Linked DNA regions of Sus scrofa: region 2 is linked to region 1. A link is a contact called in public Hi-C data. All regions are on one chromosome and are shown on one strand. Each heading gives the region's core, a stretch centred on a gene start, on an enhancer-like site or on the middle of the called end of the contact. The rest is flanking DNA. Distances are from core to core; before and after follow the strand shown.

Region 1 (6,093 bases), core at 1,819-4,318:
CCAGCCCGTTCCGCACCTCCAATGCAGACCCGTATATCCGGCTGCCTCAACACCCCGCCTCAGGGTCTCAGAGCGCCCCCCCCCAGACTCTACATGCTCCAGCCAAGCTCACCCTCCACAGCCCAGCTCGGGTCCCCCTCCAGGGGGCAGGGTCACCAGCCATTCAGCTGGGCGAGCTAGAAACCCACCACCTGTCCCCTCCCTCTCCCCCATTCCTGATGCCACAGTCTCACCTCCTAAACATGCAGAATCTGCCCGTCTCTTCCCATCTCACCTGCTGCTACCCTCATCCAAGTCACCCGCCTCACCCGGACTGCTGCCAGAGCCCCTTGTCTGGTCTCCACACACCTGGCTCACCCTCCAATCCACTCACTACGTTTCAAAACATAAATCTGATCATGTCACCCTCCCTCCTACTTTGTACCTCTCAATGGATCCTCGCTGTTCTTAGGAAAATGTTAAATTCTTCTCTGCGGCCCTTGCGTCTGGGCCACACCCACTTATCCAAACCCTTCCACTGTCCACTCTTCCTTGAACTTTTTTTCCACTTTTTTTTTTGGTCCAGGCCCAAGGCATATGGAAGTTCCTGGGCCAGGGATCAAACTCAAAGCCACAGCACTGACAACGCCACATCCTTGACCCACTGAGCCCCAAAGGCACGCCTCCCTTGAGCTCTCTGTTCCAGTCTCACTAGCTTCATTCCACTTTCTCAAACACACCCTGCTCTCTTTCACCACAGGTCCTTTGCACATGCTATTCCCGCACCTTGAATGCTTCCCCCTTCACCTCTTCCCCTGGCTAACTCCTACCTATCTCCCAGTTCTCAGCTCATGGCAGTTTCTCAGGGTAGTCAGCCCTGAGATTTCTTCAAGGTCAGATCAGGCCAGGTCCCCTGTCAAGTGCTCCTCAGAGAACCATTTCTCTCCGTAGTTACAGCATTCGTTTGTGAATGCGTGTGGAATGAATTAGCGTGTTGGAAGTAGAGTGGGCACAGCCGATGGTGGCAAGACTGGGTCTCCACCAGGGGTGCAGAGCTGCTTGTTCAGTCTCCACTCCACTCCAGGCCTGTAGAGTCGGGGCTGGAATTGGGCAACGGGACAGCTCTGGCTAGCCCTGCGCTGGGCATATGGCACAGGGAGCCGTTTCGGACCATCTTATCCAGCATCCCAGCTCTTCCTGATTTGGCATATCACCCCGGAGAAGCCACATCTCCTCTTGGAGCTTAAAGTGGAGTCATAGCTGTGAAGCTGGGACACAAGGGTCAGCATACAGAGTTGAGGGGCTTCCTGGGCGTTCTGTACCTGGATAAGGTTGGCTGCTGGCATCCTCCGCTTCTCGAAATGTTTCTGCCGGTGCTGCTCCTGCACCTTCAGGGCAAAGCCAGAGCCAAGGATGCCCTAGGACAATAGACATGGTTGGGGGAATGTGGTGGGGGGAGGAGCTCCCACTGTGGCTCAGCAGGTTAAGAACACAATATAATGTCTGTGAGGATGTGAGTTCGATCCCTGGCCTCACACCGTGGGTTAAGGATCTGGCATTGCAGCAAGCTGTGGCATAGGCCACAGATGTGGCACCCTTCCAGCATTGCTGTGGCTGTAGCATAGACGGGCAGGTGCAGCTCTGATTCGACCCCTAGCCCGGGAACTTTCATATGCCATGGGTGCGGCCATAGAAAAGACAAAAAACAAAAACAAAAACAAAAACAAAAACAAAAAACCCAGAGACAGCAAAGGTGCCTCACCCCTGTCCATCCGAGGTGTCCCCACCGCCCATGCAAATGCTGGAGAGGGGCTTAGCAGGCTCTACCCCCAGGATACCCTCCCCCAGGCCAGGCCATCCTACGTGGAAGGGCACTCACAGCAGGCAAGGCAAAGAAGGAGATGCCCAGTAAGGCAAAGCCAGCAGCCAGGACCCTGCCCAGCCAGGTGTGTGGCGTCTTGTCACCATAGCCGATGGTCGTCAGTGTAATCTGGGGACACAAACAAGTCACCTGCAGGGCTGGTCACAGGGGCTTGTCAGGGCACAGGAACCCGGAAGCCTGATCATAAGGGAGGGGTCCTCATGGGTGCCCAGAGGGACAAGTCGAGGACTTGGCAGAGGGGCTGGTTAGAGGCATAACTTGATTCTCCCCATCTCCTGTGCTGGAGGCGGGGGGAGGGGGGTGGGTGTGTGTGTGTGTGTACAGGTCACAAGGGACCCAGATGGGGGTACAAACTGGTCCCCTGAGGCAAGCTGGGGGACCAATACAGGGGCTGGTCACAGGGGGTCCCAGCCCTGGCCGAGAGGACAGAGACAGGTCCTTGAGTCGGGGTCACAATGATCGGGCCGAGAAGGGTCCCAGGGAGAAGGTCCGCCCTGCACAGACCCTCACGCACCGTCCCCCACCAGAGTGAGTCGGCGTAGGAGGAGAAGTCGGAGTTGGCGTCCTTTTCAGCCAGATAGACCAGGAAGGAGGCAAAGATGAGCACCAGGAACCCGATGTACCAGGCGGTGATCAGCTCCTGTGGGGCAGCCACCGATGAGACCACAGCAAGGACCCAGACGGAGGGGCGTGAGGAAGCAAGGGACGCTGTGCCCACCTGGCACACGTCAGGAGGTGGAAGGCTCCCAGAACCGTCTCCGGGAGGGGTTCTGAAAGGGGATAAAAAATACCCACCTCTCGGAGGTCCCTGGCGGGGGCCCTGCCCGCCTTTCTCAGCAGCTGCCTCCAAGGAGACCCGCCCTGCTTTTCCTGAACACCCAGGCCTCACAAAACCTTGGCGCTACCCTTGACCTTCCAGGTTCCCCGCTCGGCCCCCGAACCCCAAGCCTACCTTGCCCCGCTCCCCAGGCCCCACTTTCAGGCTGCCATCCGGTCCCACCTCCTGTCCCGCCCCAGCGCCACCCTCAGAACCCGTTCCAGCTCCCCAGTTCGCTGTAAGCGTAGATCCCCGAACCCAGAAACTTCCCGACGAGACTCTGAAGCCTTGGCCCTCGGGCCCCGCCCCGCCCCTCGCCCCGCCCTCCCTGCGTCTGTCCCTGGCCTCGCCCCGCCCTCCCGGCTGCCGGCCCAGGCCCGGTCCCGCCCCTCTCCCGCCCCTCGCCCCGCCCCGCCCCGCCCCCGGTCCCCGCGCGGCCTCACCTTGCTGTGCGCGTAGACCACCGAACCCAGCAGCTTCCAGGTGCCGCCGCGGCGGTCCATGCGCACCATGCGCAGGATCTGCAGGAAGCGCATGCTGCGCAGCGCAGACGTGGCAAAGATGTTGCCCTGCGTACCCGCGGCGATGACGGCCACCGAGGCCACGAACACGATGAAGTCTGCAGGGGCGGGGCGAGGGGCGAAGTCAGGGCCCGCGCCGGGGAGGCAACCTCCCCCGGGCCTGGACCCGAGGTCGGGGATTCCCGGGGCCGAGGGCGCGATTAGGAAGGTCCGTGAAGTCTGTGTCAGCAGCCAGGGTCCTGGGGTCAGGGTGTCGACCCTGGAGCTTGGGGTCAAGGGTCAGGCGCGGGGGCAGGCCCATTACCGATGACACAGAAGGGTTTTCTGGCAAAACGGAAGCGGCCCTGCCATCCTCGGTAGCGGCAGCAGCATCCAGCAGACCAGACACGGACGATGTACTCCAGGCCAAACACCACGATCATCACGAATTCCTGTGGGATCAGGGGCCCGGTCCCCACTCTTCAGGACCCAGCCCAGGTCACACAGCACCCACCCAGCCCAGAGCCCCTAGATTAGGGGTACTAGGATTTTCTCAGGCCACCTCTCCCTGAGGTTCTTACACCTGGACGGACCTGAGAAAGATTCCAGAAGGCAAGTGACTTCTTCTAGGCCATCTTCCAAAGAGACGGAAAGACCAAGTCTGTCCTCCCTTGTGTCCCCATGAGCTGTCTGGGTTTTTCTGCTCCTCACTGCCCTCCCAGCCATCGCAGCCTGGTAACCTTGACCAGGTGACATAAGGGTTGGTTGTCTGTCACTGTGCCCCTCTGAGGTGCTCCTGCTTAGCGGAGGGACCCTGCCACACCGGGGATGGCTTTAGCAGCCTTGGTCCTGAAGAGGAGGGGGTCTCCTCTCCTCTCCTCTGGGCCCAGCATAAGCCCTGGCATAGAGGCAGGGGCTCTCCTATCACCTGCTACACAGCAGGGGATGCAGCCAAGAAAGGGGCAGCCACCAGCTCCGGGAACACAGCACAGCAAGCCGTTCTCTGAGCCAGGGTATACGAAGCCTCTCTCCACTTCTCCCTCCTCAGCCCAGAGGTGCTTTTCCACACAGCCTCCCTCCGACCCAGACTCCAGCACTCACCAAGATGAGGAGACACTCGTTGGCAAGTTCCTGGTGCTCCTGGATAGTAGACAGCACGGACAGCACCAGGCAGCTGAAGACGAGCAAAAATCTGCAAGAGCAGCATGAAGGAGAGGGTTAGAGTGCTGGATGGACAGGACAGCTGAGGAGCCTCTGGCAGGGGGCTGCAGGGTCAGAGGAGGAGGAGGGCAGCATTACTGCAGAAGGATAATCTGGAAGGTAGAATAAGAGTCAGAGATATTTGGAGGTGTGGCTCTGTGCTGCACACCAAAGAGAGACGCCCCCAAGCTCCAGGCTGCTGAGCTCACAGACACCTTAGAGTCCTCCCAATTGCCCTCGATGCAGCTGCAGCTCACAGAGGTGGTCACTGAGCTGTGAGTGGCAGTCCGTCTGGGCTGGCTGAGGAACAGACCCAGGAGCACCCTCCCTTCCCAATGAAGTCCAAGGTGACAGAAGCGTGGCTTCATCTGCAGAATGAGGACAATGGCCTCTGCCTTCGTGGGTTCTTATGGAATTAATCACTGAGACAGCTACGGAAGGAAAGACAGGGAGGGGAGGATGCAGAGGGGGAGAGGTTCTGGAGAGAGGAGTCAGGCAGCGGGGAGCCCTGCCGTCCAGGCCTGGAACTCCCTGGAGGGCAGTGGTAAACTACCAAGTGGCCCAGCCCCAGACCTCTCGAAATGGAAGGAACTTTTTTCTTTCTCTCTTTTATTTATTTATTTGCTTTTTAGGGCCACACCTGGAGATTAATCGGAGCTGCAGCTGCAGCTGCCGGTTGACACCACAGCCACAGCTGCAGCAACGCGGGATCCTTAACCCACTGAGCAAGGCCAGGGACCAGACCTCATCTTCACCGACACTAGTCAGGTTCATTTCCACTGAGCCACAACGGAACTCCGGAAGGAACTTTAGACTCCAACCCATCCAACACCTCCCTCAACCCCCATTGCACACGTGAGGAAACTCAGGCCCAGAGAGGGAAAGGGATTCACCCAAGGTCGCCCAGGACGTCCAGGACCAAGGTGCTAGAGCCAGGCTTCCCGACTTCCCGGTGGATGGGGAGAGGGGAAAGGGCATGTGGAGAGAAGCTGTTGGCCTCAGGGAGTATGTAAATACGTGAGAGAGGCCGGGATGTGGGGCACCGGCTGCAGATGCAGCGAAAGGAACGGGGCGGGGGGGGGGGGGCTGGCCTCCGGGACGCGCTCCTCCTTTTGATGCGGGTGTGCTGGACACGCAGCGCTTCTGGAAGAGACTCCCGAGGGAACGGGCTTCGGGGGAGACGCATCCCTTGCGAACTGACCCGCAGCCTCCGCCCCCTGTTCCCAGAGGGTCCCCACCCGGACTGCATTCTGCCTCCAGCACCTCGCCGTGGGGGCCTGCGGAGCCCCTCCGCGCATGCTCCCCTAGGCCCGCGCTCATGCACCGCCCCCCACTCTCGCCTCCGAACTGCCCCTCCCCGCCTTGCCTCCCAAGTCACTGTCTACATGGCAGGGCCATGGGCTCGGAGTCAGAGAGACCCGGGTTCAAATTCCAGTCCTGCTGTATGTGTCACACTGGGCAAGTCGCCTGTCTTCTCTGAGCCAGTTTCATCATCTGTAAAATGGGGCTGATGGAGGAGGGGAATGGGAAGACGTGGGAAAGGGGCGGCTCCACCCAGGCCCCCTTACAGTGCCCTGGACGCACATGCCCCAGGCGGAGGCGGCCAGCCCAGCACATGCCCCAGGGGGAGGGGGGGAAGGCTTCTGGATGCGTGCGTGGTGGGGAGGTCTCCCTGGCCAGTTCCAGGCAAGAGCTGAGTCAGCGCAGACAGAAAG
Region 2 (6,099 bases), core at 2,056-4,555, 130 kb after region 1:
CAAGTGTTTTCCGTAATAAATGTCCTACACTGAGTCCCGCCGCCCTGGTGTCTGTTCTCTGAGGGTCTGAACTGACGTGAGGGAGGGAGGATGAGGTCCCGGTGCCTCTTTATTCCCATCAGCCGCGGGGGCGGGCGTGTAGCCGGTCTGGCCAATCAGAGGGGTCCCCGCATCACGGCCCAGCCCCTCCGCAGGGTCTCCCCCATTCTGTGGCCCCCAGACCGCCGGCTGCTCAGCCCGCCGCAGCCGCAGCCGCAGCGGCGGAGGGGCTCCGACGGAGGCCTCGAGGTTCACTGCGAGGCCAGTTCTGGCGCACATGGATTCTCTGGCTTCTGGCGCAGCTTCCAGACTCTGATGACACAGCTCGTAACAGAGCGAGAGAGCTGGCTTCCTAGGCAGCTGCCGACGGGATCGAGGAAGCGACCTAGACGTTGCCTCGTGTGACCCCTAGATTTCACACTGGAGAGGAGGGTGGGCTCCAGTGAGGACGTCTGGACTTCTTTAGGGTATGGAGACGTCGTTACTTCAGCTTTGGACAAGTAGAGTTCGAACTGCAAGAGGACATCGGAAGCCTGGGGAGACTGCAGTGCCCATCGGAGATGGAACTGCCCCTGAGGAGTCGAACTGCCCACAGGGGAGCTGAACTGCCCATAGGGCAGACTGATTTCTTTTTTTATGGCCGCACCCAAGGGGTGTGGAAGTTCCCTGGCCAGGGATCGAATTCAAGGGGCAGCTATGACTTGGGCTGACCCCGGATCCTGAACCCACTGTGCCACAGTGGGAACTCCACAAACTATGATTAATGGAAGAAAAATCCACTCTCTCTTCCTTCCTCTGATAGACTGTTTCAAGGTACAATTTCTCTGTACAACCTGTCTAGAAGCAACCTTGTCTATAGGCCAAGTGGGTAGATCTGTCCAGAGACTAGATGTGTCCCTTCACAGCTCAGGTAAAGAAGTGGCAGCAAAAGCATTTCCTTGCATTGCTTCCCATCTCTCCTGCCTCCCCTCTACCCTCATCCTCATCGCCTTAAGACTGCGCAGCCCCCGTAAAGCTTTAGCACTTAATCCCTTCCTCAGGCTTTGTTTTCTAGGAACCTTTGCTAAGACAGATCACAGTTGCTTTTTTTTTTTTTTTTTTTTTTGCTTTTTGGAGCCACACATGGAGCATATGGAGGTTCCCAGGCTAGGGGTCGAAATTAGAGCTACTGCTGCTGGCCTACACCACAGCCACAGCAACACAGGATCTGAGCCACATCTGCGGCCTACACCATAGCTCACAGCAACGCCAGATCCTTAACCCACTGAGCAAGGGCAGGGATGGAACCCGCAACCTCATGGTTCCTAGTCGGATTCGTTTCCGCTGTGCCACGAGGGGAACTCCCCCAGATCACAGTTTCTGAACAGATGGGCACATGACCCAAACTAACCTAAACAAAGCCTTCCCAAAGTTGTGAAATATAGGAGAGACGAGATTTTTCTTCATAGGTCATGAGTGATAAAGAACTGTGTGTGGCTGTCTTGTCGGCTCTATGGAGTGAGCCTGCCTGAGCAAGCAGGTCGCAGAGGGAGGCAGAGCTCAGAGAGACGGACACAGAGCCCTGATGTCCTTTGGGCTCCTCGGTCCAACTCTCCCCAACATGTGTCACTGTTTCGTCACTTCCTTATCTCCCTGCAGACCAGTCTTCCAGATCCGTGTCAAAGAAAATGTGGTCCCCGTGGATCCCAGGTCACCTCCATTCAAGAGGTCAGTCAGGTGACGAGACGTTTAGGCTCAATTTCAAATACTTGGGAGAAAGAGCTGTTGCTTGGACTGGCTTTAGCCAGATGTCCGTCCCTGAGCCAATCAACCTTATTGTGAGGGCGCAGCGTCCTGTATAAACATGGATGTGCCGATATGAACCCTGTGAGTAAAGGTATGATAGCAAGTAGGGGGCCAAAGTAACACTTCCAGAAAAGTGAGAGTGGAGAATTAGGCAGACCAAACAACAGCTGTCCCCTCCTTGAGAATAAATGAGGGGGGAGAGGGGAAGTGAAGGGGTGTGGACAGAACCCTACCTAACCCATGCTATCCCATATCTGAACTGGAGCTATCCAACAGGCATTTCTACGATGATGGAGATGATTTATATCTGTGCCGTGCAATAGAGTAAAACCACCAGCCCCATGTGGCTATTTAGCACTCAAGGGCAGCTAATGCAACTGAGCAACTGAGTTTTTTACTTCGTTTTATTTTCATTTACATCTGAATAACTATGCAGGTAATGGCTGCCTGTTGGACAGGTGGTCTGCTTGGGAAGATAGTGTGGAGTATTGGCTACAGCATATGCTCTGGAGTCGGTGCAGTCTAGGTTCAAGTCTCAACTCTACTTCTTATAAATTGAACACATTACAGGCATTCTCTTGTGGCACAGTGGGTTAAGGATTGGGCGGTGTCACTGCAGCAGCTGTGGCGCAGGTTCAATCCCTGGCTCAGGAACTTCCACATGCCACAGGTGCGGCCAAAAAAAAAAAAAAAAAAAAGTATCGAACAGGTTACGTAACCCCTCTGAGCTGTAGAGATGAAAATTGCAAAGAACAGTAAACAATATAATGATGCAAAAAAGAGAGAAAAGGGGCAAAAGATCTGCAAGGGGACAAAAAGTCAGTTGGATTTGGCAATTAGGAGACTATGAATGAATTAACACAAAGAATTGTTCAAAAGGATCATTGGTTAAGAGCCAGACCAGCAGTTTACCTATCTTTTGGACATCTGTTAAGTATCTTCTCCCTGGAGCGGGATCCCAGGCAGAGAGAGAGAGAGAACACAGAAATTCTCTCTGAATCCTGATGGTCACGTGGGGGCTGAGAACTCAAAGGAATGTCCTGAAGTTAGAGCTCAAAGGTCAAGCTAGAAAAACAGAATCAGAAATAGTCAGCCATGGCCTCTGGAACCCCAAGGAAGCTAGAAGGAAAGAACCCTTTATAAAATACCCTCGTTACATAGCATTTAACTGCGTGACTAGATTCTGAGCCCTTCAGGGTTCAGGGCTACTACTCTCATCTTGGGTTCCGTTCCTTCCATCACCAAGGAGATTCCGAACACTGTAGCAGGCATTTAATTAACATCTGTAGAACGAATGCATTCAAGTAAGCCAGTCCACTCCCTGGTGCAAAGCAGACACTCTGAAAATATTAATTAAGTTGTCGGAAGGAGAAAATTCTGCAGTGAGAAGGTGCCAGGGAATCCTTTTGGCTTGGAAACCCTGCTTGTAAGGCCCCTAGCATATTGCCTGGCCCAGAAGGATTGCTCAACAGGTGGTCACAGTGGTAATGATTACTAGTGGGGGTAGGGCTTTGCATAATGGTCAGGGAAAGTCTTGATGACAATGAGCTAATGTGGGTTGATCTCATTTAATCCTTAATCCCACTTGGTGAAATAGGTTTTATTAGACTGATTGTATAGATGAGGGAACTTAAAGAAGAGATGTAATGTATCCCAAATTAGCCAGCTCAGAAACAGCAGGGCCAGAGCTGAATTTGAGCTTACCTGACTCCAGAGTCCAGAAAAGATTTGGGAGGCAGGGAGCAGGACCGTCAAAACAGGAGCTGAAGGAAGGCAGTCCTGGGGGGTTGAAATCAGTTCTGATTTCTATACATTGATACAAATCATGATGACTGCTTCCTTCCAACTCCACTCCTTGCCGTCTTGGTAAGGTCCTCTCCGTCTACAGATTTCACCTCTAGACCACCGCTCTGCTTCTTGTCCCATTCAACTATATCTACTCTGCTTTGACTCAAGGAAGTAGGAGTTGGAATGGGGTCAAGAGGAGCTTTTTATTTGTTCGTTTGTGGGGTTTTTGTTTTGTTTTGTTTTGTCTTTTTAGGGCCGTACCAGTGGCATATAAAAATTCCCAGGCTAAGGGTCAAATCAGAGCTGTGACTGCAAGCCTACACCACAGCCACAGCAACATGGGATCTAAGCCTTTTCTGCAAACTACACTGCAGCTCGAGGCAATGCCAGATCTTTAACCCACTGAGCAGGGCCAGGGATCAAACGCTCGTCCTCATAGATACTACTCAGGTTTGTTACCACTGAGCTACAATGGGAACACCCGTTTCAGTTTCGAGAGACCCTAGAGCTATTTTGTAAATTAAGTATTCCCATATTTTAAAGCCACTGTTCCAGGATGTGACCATGGGAAGAGTGGCAGTTTCCTAGACTTTCTCTTTAGAGTTTTCTGTGATGCTTGTAAATTAGTCTTGCTTTGGGACCAATACTAGGCACACTGAGGGGCATGAGCCTGATCAAATGTGCCAGCGCTTCCTGAGCGGTGGCTGCAGCATTGGCTTCCACCTGTGCCTAAGAGTTACTCCCCTAGTCTTCAAGGCTACTCTTTCTTCCTAAGATGAAATTCCTGAGATTCACTCTGATTGGGCAGGCTGAGTTCATATGACCACCCTGAACCAATCATTCTGGCCAATGGGGTGGTCTGGCTCAGACCTCTCCTTCCCTAGTGGAGTCAGCCTCTTGGGAACACATGGATCCTGGAAAGGAAATCAGGGGCTGTGAGAAAGGGGGAAATGGAGAGATGAGGTAATCAACTAGGGTTCAATACATACAGCTTTTGAGGTGCCAAAATCAGATGTAAGTTTCAATAGCATTTGTGCCAGTCAATTGCCCATTTCCTCTGAGCTCTACTCTAACCTTTGCATGCTCTGCTTTGTACTGGAGTGCCAGGCCCTGAAGTGCCCTAAAAACTACATTTTCCAGACTCCCCTTGTTAACTGGCTTCCTGTCAGAGTCAGCCAATGGGACGTACAGGTGGGAAATTGGACAGCTGGAGATAGCATGGCTAGAGAAGAGGTGAAGCCATTTTCTTCCTACATCTGCTGGAGACTCTGGCAGCAGCTGGTGGTTGTGGGCTCAGAAACCATCAGTGTTTCCTGGAGGAGGGGCAGCAGTGGGTAGCTGCAGGCTCCAGTGATCCCTGGAAGTTCTGTTAGCAGCATCATTTCAAAAGCAATATTCCACTAGTGTAAGCAGCAAGTGCACTTCTGGACCTAGTAACACCCTTCCGTTGGATCCTACAGGCCTCGGGGTGGTGGAAGCTTCCTGCAAACTCCTAATCTCTGGTTGGCTCCGCCTTACCCTTTGGCTCCTTTAAGCCAACACGTTTCTAACCAGTTCTCCAAAATAACTTACTTCTGTTTGAACTTCCAAGCTCTTTCTGGCCATTAGCTGACCACCATGACCAACTTGCCAGGTGTGCTGTTGCAGCTGTCAAGTGGGGTGATACCACAGAGAAGCACACTAAGCTCTCTGCTGGGGTGTTGTTGGGACAGAAGCAAGGGAAACGCTAGAGAAAACCCAGAGAAAGCCTCTTACTCCTCTTGCTTCCGCGTCTTCCCCTAATTATTAGAGCTATGTGATGGAGAACTTACCGCCTGCCTCTCAAGATAACTTGACTGTGTTGTGGCTGGAAGGGACGGGCTCTGGAGTGACGGGATGGGGACACAGCAATGAGCACTGTTGGCAAGAGGCCCCAAAGGACGGTCCAGGAAAGGGTGCCCTTGCTGCATAGTAGAGTTTAGGAAGGGAGGGAGCACAAGGACTAGGACCTCTGCATCCTCTCTCTCTCTCTCTTTTTTCTTTTTAGGGCTGCACTTGCAGCACTTGGAGGTTCCCAGGCTAGGGGTCAAATCAGAGCTGCAGCTTCCAGCTTACGCCACAGCAACGTGGGATCCAAGCCGCATCTGTGATCTGTACCACAGTTCATGGCAATGTCAGATCCTTAACCCACTGAGTGAAGCCAGGGATCAAACCTGAATCCTCCTGAATACTAGTCCTGTTACCACTGAGCCACAACGGGAACTCCTCTGCATCCTCTTTTTCAGAGAAGGTGATGGAGAGAGAGACCTGTGGCTCTCAACCCTGCCTGTCTTAACTTCCCCCAAGTTCTGTGCAAACAAAAAAGAAAAATGACTCTTCTAATAGCATTTGTCCTGGCCAATACCAGAGGAACTATTACTAAATCCTTAAGTCTAACTGTGGGCTCCTCCCGATACCCAGGCCCCTGTGGGGTAGCCACGTCTCTTGACGGACTGGCTCGGATACCTC

What was found. A called contact is a pair of places that touch in the nucleus more often than the background predicts.
Region 2: a Hi-C map of liver shows a contact between it and region 1, with 4 times the contacts expected there. The contact joins two enhancer-like sites. A contact is called at or near these places in 1 of 5 promoter capture datasets (fetal liver) and 3 of 47 Hi-C or Micro-C datasets (heart right ventricle, liver and skeletal muscle).

Annotation. Positions count from the first base shown.
Region 1 is chr6:170,364,728-170,370,820 of Sscrofa11.1, forward strand. It overlaps KCNQ4 (potassium voltage-gated channel subfamily KQT member 4), which reads right to left. Exons shown (of 13, transcript XM_021096972.1): 2 at 4,280-4,370; 3 at 3,504-3,630; 4 at 3,122-3,297; 5 at 2,376-2,501; 6 at 1,859-1,969; 7 at 1,302-1,397. Among named protein-coding and RNA genes, the nearest start is that of KCNQ4, 34 kb to the right of the region's middle. Within about 2 kb of position 3,069, at least 25 of the 83 cell types and tissues checked have an H3K27ac peak or open chromatin away from gene starts, as enhancers often do. A contact at or near this core is called in fetal liver and liver, where this site is marked.
Region 2 is chr6:170,492,161-170,498,259 of Sscrofa11.1, forward strand. LOC110261254 (a long non-coding RNA gene) reads left to right here. Exons shown (of 2, transcript XR_002345276.1): 2 at 1-33. Among named protein-coding and RNA genes, the nearest start is that of NFYC, 9.2 kb to the left of the region's middle. Within about 2 kb of position 3,306, at least 5 of the 83 cell types and tissues checked have an H3K27ac peak or open chromatin away from gene starts, as enhancers often do. A contact at or near this core is called in fetal liver and liver, where this site is marked.